Regions from separate parts of the Gadus morhua genome. Here region 2 is linked to region 1. A link is a contact called in public Hi-C data. All regions are on one chromosome and are shown on one strand. The core of a region is the stretch at or near the end of the contact, and the rest is flanking DNA. Distances in the headings are between cores, read along the strand shown. Region 1 holds the start of adamts17 (ADAM metallopeptidase with thrombospondin type 1 motif, 17). Region 2 holds the start of mthfs (5,10-methenyltetrahydrofolate synthetase (5-formyltetrahydrofolate cyclo-ligase)).

What was found. A called contact is a pair of places that touch in the nucleus more often than the background predicts.
Region 2: a Hi-C map of heart shows a contact between it and region 1, with 7 times the contacts expected there. The contact joins the promoter of mthfs here to the promoter of adamts17 in region 1. A contact is called at or near these places in 2 of 6 Hi-C or Micro-C datasets (gonad and heart).

The regions. Positions count from the first base shown.
Region 1 is chr14:6,163,885-6,170,078 of gadMor3.0, reverse strand. It overlaps adamts17 (ADAM metallopeptidase with thrombospondin type 1 motif, 17), which reads right to left and starts at 3,818. Exons shown (of 19, transcript XM_030377463.1): 1 at 3,622-3,818; 2 at 2,866-3,230. The coding sequence starts at 3,694. cers3a (ceramide synthase 3a) reads right to left here. Exons shown (of 11, transcript XM_030376574.1): 11 at 4,998-6,194.
Region 2 is chr14:6,310,207-6,316,400 of gadMor3.0, reverse strand. It overlaps mthfs (5,10-methenyltetrahydrofolate synthetase (5-formyltetrahydrofolate cyclo-ligase)), which reads left to right and starts at 2,831. Exons shown (of 3, transcript XM_030376448.1): 1 at 2,831-3,113; 2 at 3,329-3,596; 3 at 6,084-6,194. The coding sequence starts at 2,994. It overlaps zfand6 (zinc finger, AN1-type domain 6), which reads right to left and starts at 2,821. Exons shown (of 6, transcript XM_030376449.1): 1 at 2,536-2,821; 2 at 360-511. The coding sequence starts at 504.

The DNA of each region.
Region 1 (6,194 bases), core at 2,569-5,068:
CATGTATTAGGGACACACATCCTCGTATTACTGACTAGCAGACACTTATATCAACAGAGCCTTACGGTGGATTTGTTTTTTAGATACATGGTATCAATGAGTCGGGGTGAATGGGTTTGGATGCATACAAACTTTTGGGGCTGGGACACCCTCATCGCCCTGATGACTATTCCGCCCTCTAAGATTACCCATGATGCAGTGTTACCTATAACACTACTCCGCCCAGACTAGAGGGCACCTGTGTCGTGTATTCCACGCGCTAACCCCCCCAGAGACAGGGGTCAGTCCAGGCTGCAACACATTGTTGCCCAGCCGCAGGATGGATTAAAGTCAATCTCCAGCTCTACGAACACAGAGAAGCTATTCCGAGGTAGCCTTCCCTACACGGGGCTGCCAGGTTATAGCACATTGGCTGCTGCAAAACAAAACAAGAGAACTTTAAGCCTAAAAAAAAGAAAAACGTTGTCTAACGATCCCTTTCAACGCTGTAAAGCAAGCATTCTTTTTTTTGTCTTTATTTAGCCTGCATTCAGGCATTCCCTCTTCTGGAGGTCTGGAGGAAAGCCAGGCGTCCAAAGCACAGCTGCTACAATGCGCCGGGCCTCTGGAGACGAGTAAATGGGATTCGATTTGACCCGTGCACACTCCCTTTTTAGAGCCTACACTGGCGCTAATGCAAGGACAACCGGCGCGTGTACACAGACGCACGTGGCGGTGGATTGAGTTAAAGCCACTGTGGCTAACATGTCCTTGGCATGGTCGATATGTCTGCATCTGCCCGGATCCCACCCCCTTCCCTGCATCCTCACCGCTTCACTCTACCCTGAGGTTTGGACCCTTTTGAGGCCCTGCAGGACAGGTGAGCCCCCTTGAGCCGTGCTGCCAGCCAGAGAAAAAGACATTTCATAAAAAAGACTGTTACTTTTTAGAGCCTGTCTGGAGGGTGTTGTGTTGTGCGAGCGAGTGTGTGTTGGCGTGTTTGTGCTCATGCGTGTGTGTGTGTGTGTGTGTGTGTGTGTGTGTGTGTGTGTGTGTGTGTGTGTGTGTGTGTGTGTGTGTGTGTGTGTGTGTGTGTGTGTGTTTTTGCAAGCATGTGTGTGTGTGTGTGTGTGTGTGTGTGTGTGTGTGTGTGTGTGCGTGCGTGTGTGTGTGCGCTCGTTTTTGTTCTTGCACGCCCATGTGTGTGTGTGTGTGTGTGTGTGTGTGTGTGTGTGTGTGTGTGTGTGTGTGTGTGTGTGTTCATGTTTGTTCTTGCACTCCCATGTGTGTGTGTGTGTGTGTGTGTGTGTGTGTGTGTGTGTGTGTGTGTGTGTGTGTGTGTGTGTGTGTGTGTGTGTGTGTGTGTGTGTGTGTGTGTGTGTGTGTGCAAGAGAGGGGGGCACCTTGACCTGTCCCTCAGCCAAATAAAAAGCACCTGGAGAGGGCGCCTCCCTGAAACATTTAAAAGAGTGAACGCCTCAGAGTGCATATGGGTCAGAGCTGACCCTGCCTGGTCGAGGGTTAACGCAGACAGGGTGGTGGTGGTGCTGGAGGTGCTGGTGCTGGAGGTGTGGTTGGGGCTTGGGGAGAGGGGAGCTTGGGGGGGCCTGGATAGTGTTACCAGCCCAGACCGCACTGCCTTGAGATCAGTGTCAGACATGCACTGGCCAACCATAATAATGAGACCAAGGGTGCTTCTGTTGGGGCAGAGGATGGCCCACACCAGCTTTATCCTAAACCTGACCTAGTTTTCCTTGCCACACATGGAGCGGGATGAGAGTCCATAAGAATCAAGATCCCCGCTTCTCAGAGGGCTATCAAGGCAAAGTAGACCGTTTTCTCTGCTTTCATTGTGGGTTCTAATTGGGTATACTTGAGATGTTCCCCTAAGGCGCGTTAGGGTGTTAACATTAAATGTCAAGTAGGACGGCTTTGTGTTTGTACGTGTCTGTAGGTTGACTAAAACTAGTAACGCACACACTAACGCTGGACTGGAATGTCTGGATGGTTGGGTCATTTCAGTAGCATCATGCATGTATCCTGTATCCTGTGGTTCAGTAACATCATGTATGCAGTGTTACCGGCGTAACATCAGCCATGTATGCAGTTTTTCAGTAGCATCAGACATGTTTCATGCATGCAGTGTTTCAGTAACATCATGTATGCAGTGTTTCAGTAGCATCATGCATCATGTATCATGTATGCAGTGCGTGAGAGAAAGAGGGACAGAAAAAGTGATTGCATGTGTTAGTCTGTGTGCATATATTTGCTCATGCGGTTGTGTGTATGTGTGTGTGTGTGTGTGTGTGTGCGTGTGTGTGCGTGTCTCCCTCTCACAGGCTCTCTCTCGCCTTCTCTCTACACACCTGCTGTGTGTGTGTGTGTGTGTGTGTGTGTGTGTGTGTGTGTGTGTGTGTGTGTGTGTGTGTGTGTGTGTGTGTGTGTGTGTGTGTGTGTGTGTGTGTGTGTGTGTGTGTGTGTGTGTGTGTGTGTGTGCGTGCTTGCGTGCTTGCGTGTGTGCCTGTGACAGAGTGACCCCATAGCCAGGCCTATCAGCTGCCTAAACTGTTTGGCACCATGGTGACAGTCATGCTTCCCGAGAGCTAGCTAATCTTTAGGAGCCAGACAGCTCTGGGGTGTCCTGCCAGACACCAAGGGTCAGCAGCAGCTATAGCTGACAGGACTTTGACGCTTCTTACTTGGACAGAAATTAAATTAAGTGTGTGCACTCACACACTTATGGGTGATATATTGAAATCCTACCAGAAGTTTGACTTAAACCCAAGGCTTGGCGCATGATGCATTAATATGTGCATGCTATGCTAACTTTATACATCGGTAAAAGGTGAGCTGAAAAGAGAAGAGGTGATGTATGTGTTGCCCTACCAGGCCTCCGCAGGTACTGAGCGAGGCGTACGAGTCCGTGTGGTTGACTATCCATCCTGTGTAAAAGCAGAGCTGGCCCTGGGGGATCCGCGACAGCTGGGGACTCTTGCCTCTCTTCCTCTCCTCGACGACAAAGTTGTCAGAGAGGAACGAGTTGTCGCTTCTAAGATTCAAGTAAAGATTATTTCCGAAAGCGGGAAGCAACAGAAGTAAGTGATCCTTATGAGTTGTGTCGTGACCACCCGGGACGTCCTGGGGGGAGCGCCGGTCGCGGTAACGCCGGGTCTGGTCCTGCAGCAGCAGGTGTGTGTCCTCTCCAAATAGCACCATGGGAACCACTTCATCAGTCTCCAGTTCTGGGACAACTACCAGGAAGGTAGAACACAGTCGGTCAAGTGACATGAAGGTTTATGTGGGTTTATACCTGGGCATTTCTGTCATATTTGCAGAAAATAGATCAGAATTATTCCCCTTAAACAATGCATCTAACATCAAACGCTGTCGCTGTAAGCACACATTATTAGACATACCGGACAAGTTAGTGTCCAAATAACCTATCAATGAGCATGCACAAGACCAGAGGGACATGTGAAGGCATCCTAATGCTGTTTAGAAGCTTTTCGAGGAAAACCACAGTTTTTCTATTTCTATAAAGGATCTGTCCAACGACGATATTGAGAAGAACCGGCCAATAGAGGAACAGGCCTGTGGTGAATGCGTAATGCGTAACGCTATAAGCGCATATAGGCTACTTACCAGTCTCCGCAATCAACCCGACAGAGAAGAATGAAAGCAGCAAGACAAGCGGTGTAACATGACTGTCATGCATGATACAGCTAAGCAGAGGACCTGTGAGGGGGGGGATGTAAGCGCTTGCGAAGCCAGAGAGGACTGCACAACTTTTCTAAAGTTTGAGAAGTTAGTGTTGATTCAGCCAAGTGAATTTGAAACTCCGGGCATGCCTCCTGGAAATTGGCAACGCCTCCCCGTCAACGCAATTGGTTTAGAGGTAATACAGTAAAGCGGTTCTGCCCTCGCGTTGGTGCTTGAGGCTGTCCGTCAGGAGTCGCTCTGAAACCCTACACGTGGGTTCAAGTGAAGAGGTGCAGTTGTGACGTTGCCGGGAGCTAAATAATGCTCACATAACAGAACAATAACTATGTATAAACACAAATATCTTTGTTAATAAAGATAATAGGTGCGACTGTCTATTTATTTCAAATGACTTAAAAGGACCCCAGACCCATAACAGATTTAAACACTGTTTGGCCCTATAGCCTATAGACTTTGGCCTTTCACAAATGAAAGTTTAAACAAAAGGAACCAAACGTTAGTAACACCCAAGTCTCCCGTAGTGCACCGTTTGCGCATGCATGTTATGACAGTTGTCGATTCTGGTTCGGCACAGGTGATCATTGAGCGACACCCCCCCGCCCCCTCCCCCCGAGTTCAGCCAATCAGAGACCGCGTTTCATAACCTATGGTGCGTTGCCCGTTGTTTCAACGTTTGGTTCATCCTTAATCCTTCAGCTACCTGGCAATTATAAGGCAAGACTGGCCATCAGAGACAGATGGATGGATGGATGGATGGATGGATGGATGGATGGATGGATGGATGGATGGATGGATGGATGGATGGATGGATGGATGGATGGATGGATGGATGGATGGATGGATGGATGGATGGATGGATGGATGGATGGATGGATGGATGGATGGATGGATGGATGGATGGATGGATGGACGGTTTGATGGATGGATGGATGGGTGGTTGCACACACGGGTGGATTGATGAGTAGGCCTATTTACTAAACACCGAGAGCAGGTTGAGGGCAAGCGCAAAAGTAAATCTGAGTGTGTTTGTGCGTGCGGGTGCGAGAGCGTGTGCGTGTGTTTACGTGTGTGTGCATGTGCGTGCGTGTGTTTGTGATTGATTGAGAAGGGGAGATTGAGGTACATATCTTCCGTCCAAATCCATTTTGTCGTCAAATTGCAGCTCAGCAAAGCTTTTGACAGGGCGGCCTATGCTGGTGGTGTACTCCATCTAGTGGCCGCCAGCGGAACAACAGTGACACCTTCATTGCAACTTAGAAAATAATTAATACAAAATAAAAATAATATGAAGGACTATGAAAAGGGTAAGAATTTATTCAATTAATGCCGTTTCATTCCTGCAGCACCAAAGTCATAAAACACAGCAACAGAGTGTCTGATTAAAGACCAGCAATGATGGAACAGTATTTAGCCTAAAAAATAAAAGGAGAGATAGCCTACATGCCCATGCGTGTCCATTAACCCACGAGGTATTTTTTTTATTATTTCCTGCATTACAACACTTCCAAAATTAATACTTCAATTTATTTGAACATTCAGACTATGCTTTCTGTAAGAATCCCTTCAACATTGAAAGCACATTAAAACTCCTTCAGCAATCAGCTGAAACCATGGGTTTCTTGGCCCCGCCAGTAGAGTCCATGTGTAAACATAAAAAAAAAACGGTTTTAAGACAAAAGCTGCTATTACTTCATGTTTCAGTCAATAGGCCTGGTACTTCACGATCTATGAACTCACATTAAACGCTCCGGTATTCGATTACACTTATTTGTACAAGGAATGATTATTACGTCTATTAGTGTTATTAAGTAAGGTGAGACGTGAGCTGGAACGGCAGAGCACAGCTGGACGGAGCAAACTCTCAACCGTTGTTTCCCTTCCTTCAGCCGTTGAGTCATTTATCTACTCCTTAACCGGTAAAAAAAATAAAAGAATGAAGGCCATGCAGCCAAGACATTACAACCACTACACTCCCAGCATCTCACCCCAAACACGAGCATTTGGAGAAACCCAGGGCGATACTGGAGTGCATTTCATCCCTCGCTGACCACGTCTAGCTGCAACGCGCTGCAGACACGGTTGCCAGATTGGTCGGGAAATCTGGTCCAATCTGGCAACACTGCCAGCAGGTCTTGATAGATGAAGTGGCAGCTGTTCCTGGGGTGGGGGGGGGGGGACATTTGACAGTATGCAAGTCACTACCGCAGCCCCTTCGACAATATGGGATGCATTAGGCGCAAGTAATGAAAACAAAAGCTTTTGTGTTTTTGTTCGCCTGTTTTTCTTACTCGCTTCCCATGTTTACAAAGCCGGGGGCATTGCTACTGACAACCGTGTGGAAAAACTCAAGCGCCGCAGAGCCGTTCATAGTGTCCTTCTCTGCATGTGAGGGACGCTCACTGCATGCTGCGCATGCTCGAAAGATTTCTCCAAGTTGTATGAATACGTGCGTGTGCTTAATAATTGAAGCACACTTTGTTGGTTGTTATTTTCTC
Region 2 (6,194 bases), core at 1,582-4,081, 150 kb before region 1:
TAGTAGTATCTAGCATGATCCTTTATCCAACAGTCATAACTAAATTTAATACGTTTTTTTTTCTTTACACAGGGACAAAATGTCCACTAAAAGTAAGTGGATCCGCCATCTCAATTGATTAACGAGTATGTGGAAGCAGAGGGCAGAGCAGTTTGCCTTGGATGAGGTCATATCTCAGCCAATGTTTTATTATCATTGAATATAAAATAGATAACCTCCGGAAAACAACGTTGATATATTTCATTCCACAATGGTACTCAATGGATGAGCTTATTTATGAGTCTACTAGAGTACACTCTTCTCTAGGAAACGGTTTCATCGGGCGGAGACACGACAGGTATTGAGCGGTCGTCCCCCACCTGGTGGACCACCCCGCCCATTTTGCCTCTGGAGGAAGTCTTTGTAGCACACAGAACACATGCCGTTGTTCCGCGGGTTGGCGTAGAAACCGCAGCCGGTGGTGCAGAGCATGGGCCCCTGGCTCTGGTTGGTTTCCTGGGCCATGTCCCTCCTGCGGACACAGAACAGAACAGCAATCAGTAACGCTGCGCTGATTGCACGGCACAAAAGGGTTTTTGGGACATTTGATAGACGTAATAATTAGTCCCATGCATGTGTCAATATAAAAAAAATCCTACTGTTTAGAAAAAAACAATAACAATTATCCCGTCAAAGGTTGCTAATGATTGCCAGCATTGGTCAGAAATATAGAAAATCGTTGCATCCGGGCCATTCCACCTCCTCCTATCCCCTGAAGACAGGTGCCAGAGAGCCGACATTAGGAACATGAAGAGAAGATCTGATGACAATACTTGATTGTATCGGTTAAAATGTAATCTAGCTTTGCTGCAGAGGCCAAACTGAGCCAAACCATTCTACGGTCACCTGATGAGCTGTGAAACCGAAATTTGATTTTAAGAGTGGATGTGTGGGGAAACAAAACAAAACAAAAATAATCCTTTGTTTATATACACACCCTGGCAGTGACAAGGAAAAAACGTGGTTAACATTCCATGCAGTAACAAGGACAATTCAGTGTTCATGTGGAATGTGTTATGAGGAGATGGAAATTTGAAATTCCTAGTGTCATTTGGTGAACTACATACACAGAGGGTGAGGTCATGTTCATGGGTAACATATGTATGGATTTTACCATACATTAGAATGTATACATCGACAGATAGCATCAGTATTTTATCCGGAATCAGCCTTGATAGTATTTTCCTCAGTGGCTTCCCTAGACCTAGGTCAATGTTATTTTTCAAACCAAACAATACACAGAAACACACGTTGAGATTCTACAGATATTGTTTACGTGGAAATGTTAAGTTATTCGACCAATTACTGGAAGTTGATTACATTTAAGAGTTTGAATGTTGGGTGTCGCTGCAAACACCCGAGAAGACTGACATCAAATCACTGTCACCGGTAAGTAATGGGATTCTGCCCACTACACTCCTCCAGGGAGACGTTGTAAAGCTTGTTGTAAAGCTTGTTGCGCGACGTTTAAAACAGCGAAACAACATCTGATTCCTATCAACCAAACTCAATCAACCGCTTTAATCACAGGGACACAAGTTTATCATATCACTCTACAATGACAACCAACCCACTGCCATTTCCTGCTTCAACAACCCTCTTTTGTCCTGATAAAAGCTTCACGGATCGCAAAAGCCCCAAGAAAACGAAGCGAGTTAAATGTTCCCTGAAATACAAAACGCGTCAAAGTTACACATTGTCACACACCGAAACTTTTGACTTCCACCAACCTCGATTATTGTGCAAAATCCCCTCTCCTCTTTCCTCCTCAGTCTCTAGCAGATAACACCCACCATCCTATGTCCGGAGCCACAGCGCAATAACACATCACACGCTGCCATTGGCTGCCTGCTCCCCAGACCACACCCCTACCACCCGCTCATTGCGTGAGTGGCCCGTCAATCATTGCGTTTTATCTCCTCTAGTAGTCAACAGCCGGTTCGATTCTAGCCTACTTGAAGGGGGAAGGGGGGAAAGTCCAAAGCCCACGGTCCGATGACAGCTGAGGGACAACCAGCCGGGCAATACAAGACCAGATCTAGGAACTCATCTACAGTTACTTTACTAGTGTCATGCTTAGCCGGACTACAACTGCTACTTATTTTTACATATATTTATTTTTTCCCTTATCTTTATTTACTCTATCTTTTATTGTTGCTGGTATGTGGCTGTTGAGGAACCAAGCCTAATAATGTTACTCTTGTGTACTTGTATAATAAGATCATGTAAAAATGATTCTGATTCGGAACATAAAAAACATAAAGCTAGGAGTAAATACACTCCTGTTTGACTGTGTCATCATCACCCGGTCGGGTGAGCAAAGCGTTTCCTACATCAGATGAACTACATAGGATTTGAAACCAACCACTAACACGTCTCCAACGCAATAAGAGTGATATAGTACATGAAACGGCCATTCTATACCATGAATAACATTTATATGTATAAAGAACTCTCCCGGATTTGCATTGACTTAATGTGTTCAGACAGCCTTACCCTGTTTTATTCGGCCAGCCGGTCTTCTCAAACTTTTCTCGTGATCTGAAACGGGAATTGAAGGCCAACGTATCTAGTTACAAATAAATGATCCTTGTCATAAATGTATCTGGTCCCTTCTATCCTTAACGAACTCTGTTTAGGGAAGGGAGTGATAATACAAATAAGCAAGAGTAGCGATCTAATCCCTTTAACTCTCCTCGCCTCGTCGGACTCGGAAGACAAACTAATCTCCTAGTTCAAATTAAAACTACACATTCAGAGCGCTTCCGGTGCGCGTGTGACATCACGCAGACATGCGCAGTAGCGCTGCTGCTTGACAGCTGTGTGTTGCCCGAGTTGTGAATCATTGACTTCTTGGGTTGGTGAAAACGCAAAGAAATGCAAAGTCTAAATTAAGCTTTTAAAGGTTTTTTTGGCCCTTAGAACGCCGCAGTGCAAGAGGTTGTCCTGAACTCATGGCAAGGATGGCTGCCCTGCGTGCAGCCAAACAGGCTCTTAGGAGGGACATCAAGCAGCGTGTTGCAGCGCTTAGTGAGCAAGAAAAACAACGACAGTCTAAAGTAGTTTCGCAAAAGGTAAGTTTCGCAAAACAGTTCGTGGCTTTTTTTGGAAATTCCACGTCACATCCAGTTGGAAGCATGCATTCACGCTTGTAACCGATGCGACATGCAAACATTATGTAGCATATTATTCGATATCATGTATATTATTGTGTATATAATTCCTGTACAATTATTAAACTGCCACCTGTTGCAAGTGATATTCTCCTCTATCTCACATCACCTTCCAGCTGTTTGACCACCCCAAATATGCGAGCTGTGATCGGATCGCGGTGTTCCTCAGCATGCACGACGAGGTGCGCACGGAGGAAATCCTCCAGGACCTCTTCGCCCAGGGCAAGACCTGCTTCATCCCCAAGTACCAGTCCACGGCTAGCAACCACATGGACATGCTGCGACTGCACAGCATGCAGGACATGGAGACGCTGCCCCTGACGTCCTGGAACATCAAGCAGCCCTCTGACGACGACTTCACCCGGGAGGAAGCCCTGGCTACAGGTGCACACCTTGACACACACCTCGACACTCCGGGAGCCGGGGATCGAACTAGCAACCTCCAAGTCACCAAATAATCGCTCTACAACCATCTCTTCTGCTGTACCCATGTTTACATGCATGTGTTGTACATTTAACTGACCTATTTAACCAACCTTGGTGGATGCATGGGAAACTGAGTTACCCCCTAACCCAGTTGAGGTCAGGGTTTGTGTGTGCATGTAAATGCACTAAATGCACCAACAGTGATGTTAAACACATAACATGTGTATAACAGGTTAGAGGTTATCATTTGTGGTCATTCAAATTATACATTAAAGGAAAAAGCAAAGGTAATCTCGAAGTTTAATACATTTATATGTTTAACAGCCTATTCAAGAAATAGAAAAGTGAGGCTTAGAAGAACAAAACCACTGTACAGAGAACATACACAGGGTAGCCATAGGAATCAGTATTTTTCTTTAAGGTTTTAAATAAGACATGTGCGCCTTATCACGTGGAGACTACCGTACAAATTACATAAATAAAAGATGCATGAAAAGTCTTATCAGAATGTTATGTGTTTAAACTGGTAGACACCAAATGTGAATATGCATGGAGTACTTACCACGGCTTATCTTTCACTCTAGAAATGCCTGATTGTGTTTGTACTTCAGTGGAGCAAGCCTGCTTTTGGATATACTCAGCCTGGGGACTGGGGGTAAAGGTGTGGCTCCTATCTCCATTTTACAGACCTGTTGTTGATGCCTACTTAAGGAGGCGACCCTTTTAAAGGACTACTAGTTTGAGTTTACTAGTTTATTTTAGTTACGTTTCTTTCTTTGGCAAAGCACAGTGTGAGCGTGAGCGGTGTGCTCTTATGCTCTAATTATTGCCCTCTGGTCAGTTTTTGCCTTTAGTTTGTTTAACACAATTTACGTAAAAGGCAATGCAAAACGTGACCACTAGATGGCGACATTGCACTGGAGCTGACTTGAAGATGGAGTTGAGCGCAACGGAGGGCATGTTAATTTATTTCTCGGTTTGCTAAGGGCTGGCAATTAGTTTATAAAGAGGGACGAAGTTTAATATATCGAAATTGATATATGCAAATCGGTGTGTAATGTCATGTAAATGAGAAACCTAGCCTAAAATTTCAAGGGAAATTACAAATGTCTGTCACCCGGCATAGGGCCATCCAGAACATTTAAACCTTTTTATACAGAGAGAAAAATTGAATCATGCTTTACGATGTATTAGATTAAGGTTCGAATTGGCTATTCAATTATTCAACACACACCTTTATCCAAAGCGATTCAGTCTGAGCTTTGGATAAAGGCATATCCCCTTGATGGAGGTGGGCGGGTAGGGGCCAGGGCCAGGCGTGTGGCTGAAGTATGCCTACAGGCAGAACACCTTTCGGGGGTCTACTTGACCATGCTCCTGCACTCATTCCCCCCCCCCGATGAGGTCTAGTGTTTGGTAATCATCTGATCTCTGGGTAAACGGTCTCGTTGGTCCCGGGCTGACAGGGTTTCACAGCTCATCATTGTCTCTTTTGCGTGCCTTTTTATCAAAGGATTTGTGATGAAGCGCAACGGGACACAAATTAGTCAAGTGAGGAGTTCATTTTGCGATTACCCTTGGAGAATTACTTTAAACCGCAGCATTTATGCATTTATGCTGTCACATTTTCAGAAGTCTAACGGTTGGCGCAGATGATCTCAAGTGATAAATGATCTTGATTGATGTGAAAGTGAATAATACCCATGATGCATGGTGACAAACCCATTCAACAGCCTCTTTGGGACAATGCAGAATGTCACTTGCAAAGGAATCTGATATCTATTGCCCACCTATGATCTTGATCAAAGACGGGTTCATACAACCAATCGGAGACACACTGGCAATCAATTTGTAAGATTTTCTCGGTAGCAAGCAAACCAGATATCTCAACAGACAGAAATAAGCCTACTGAATTGATAACTAGGCAATAAACGCGAGAACAATGCCGGGGAATTAACGAAGATGTTGTCTTGCAATGGAGTTATTGTGGTGATTCACATGCACCCGATGGTTTCATGTTTAAAGATCCCATTTTACATTAAATATGCATATGCTTTGTGGCACATCATATAGTGATCGGGAATTGGGGGCTGGATAGTTTTGTGTGTTTGACTCCTGGCTGAAAGGTTCCTGATTTGAACCTCTAGATCTGCCCCGTAGGCATCCTACCGAGATGCCTTGACCCTACCTGCTCCTTAATGGCATTTATCTGTGGTGGCCTTGGATAAAAGTGTATGTTAAACAAACAGCCATAATAAATAAATGGTAAACGGACCGCATTTATATAGTGCTTTTTAACCAGTGGCCACTCACAGCGCTTCAATACAAATGCATTACGGCACCGCAGTATTGCGATGCATTATTGGAAACTCTCAAGCCCATCAATGTTTCCGACCACCAAAGTACCAATGCACTGTACTCTGTTCTCTGTTGTTGTCCTTCCAGGGGGCCTGGACCTGATCCTGATGCCCGGCTTGGGCTTCGACCGGGCTGGGAACCGTCTGGGCCGAGGGAAGGGCTTCTACGACAGCTACCTGGAGCGCTGCATGCGCCACG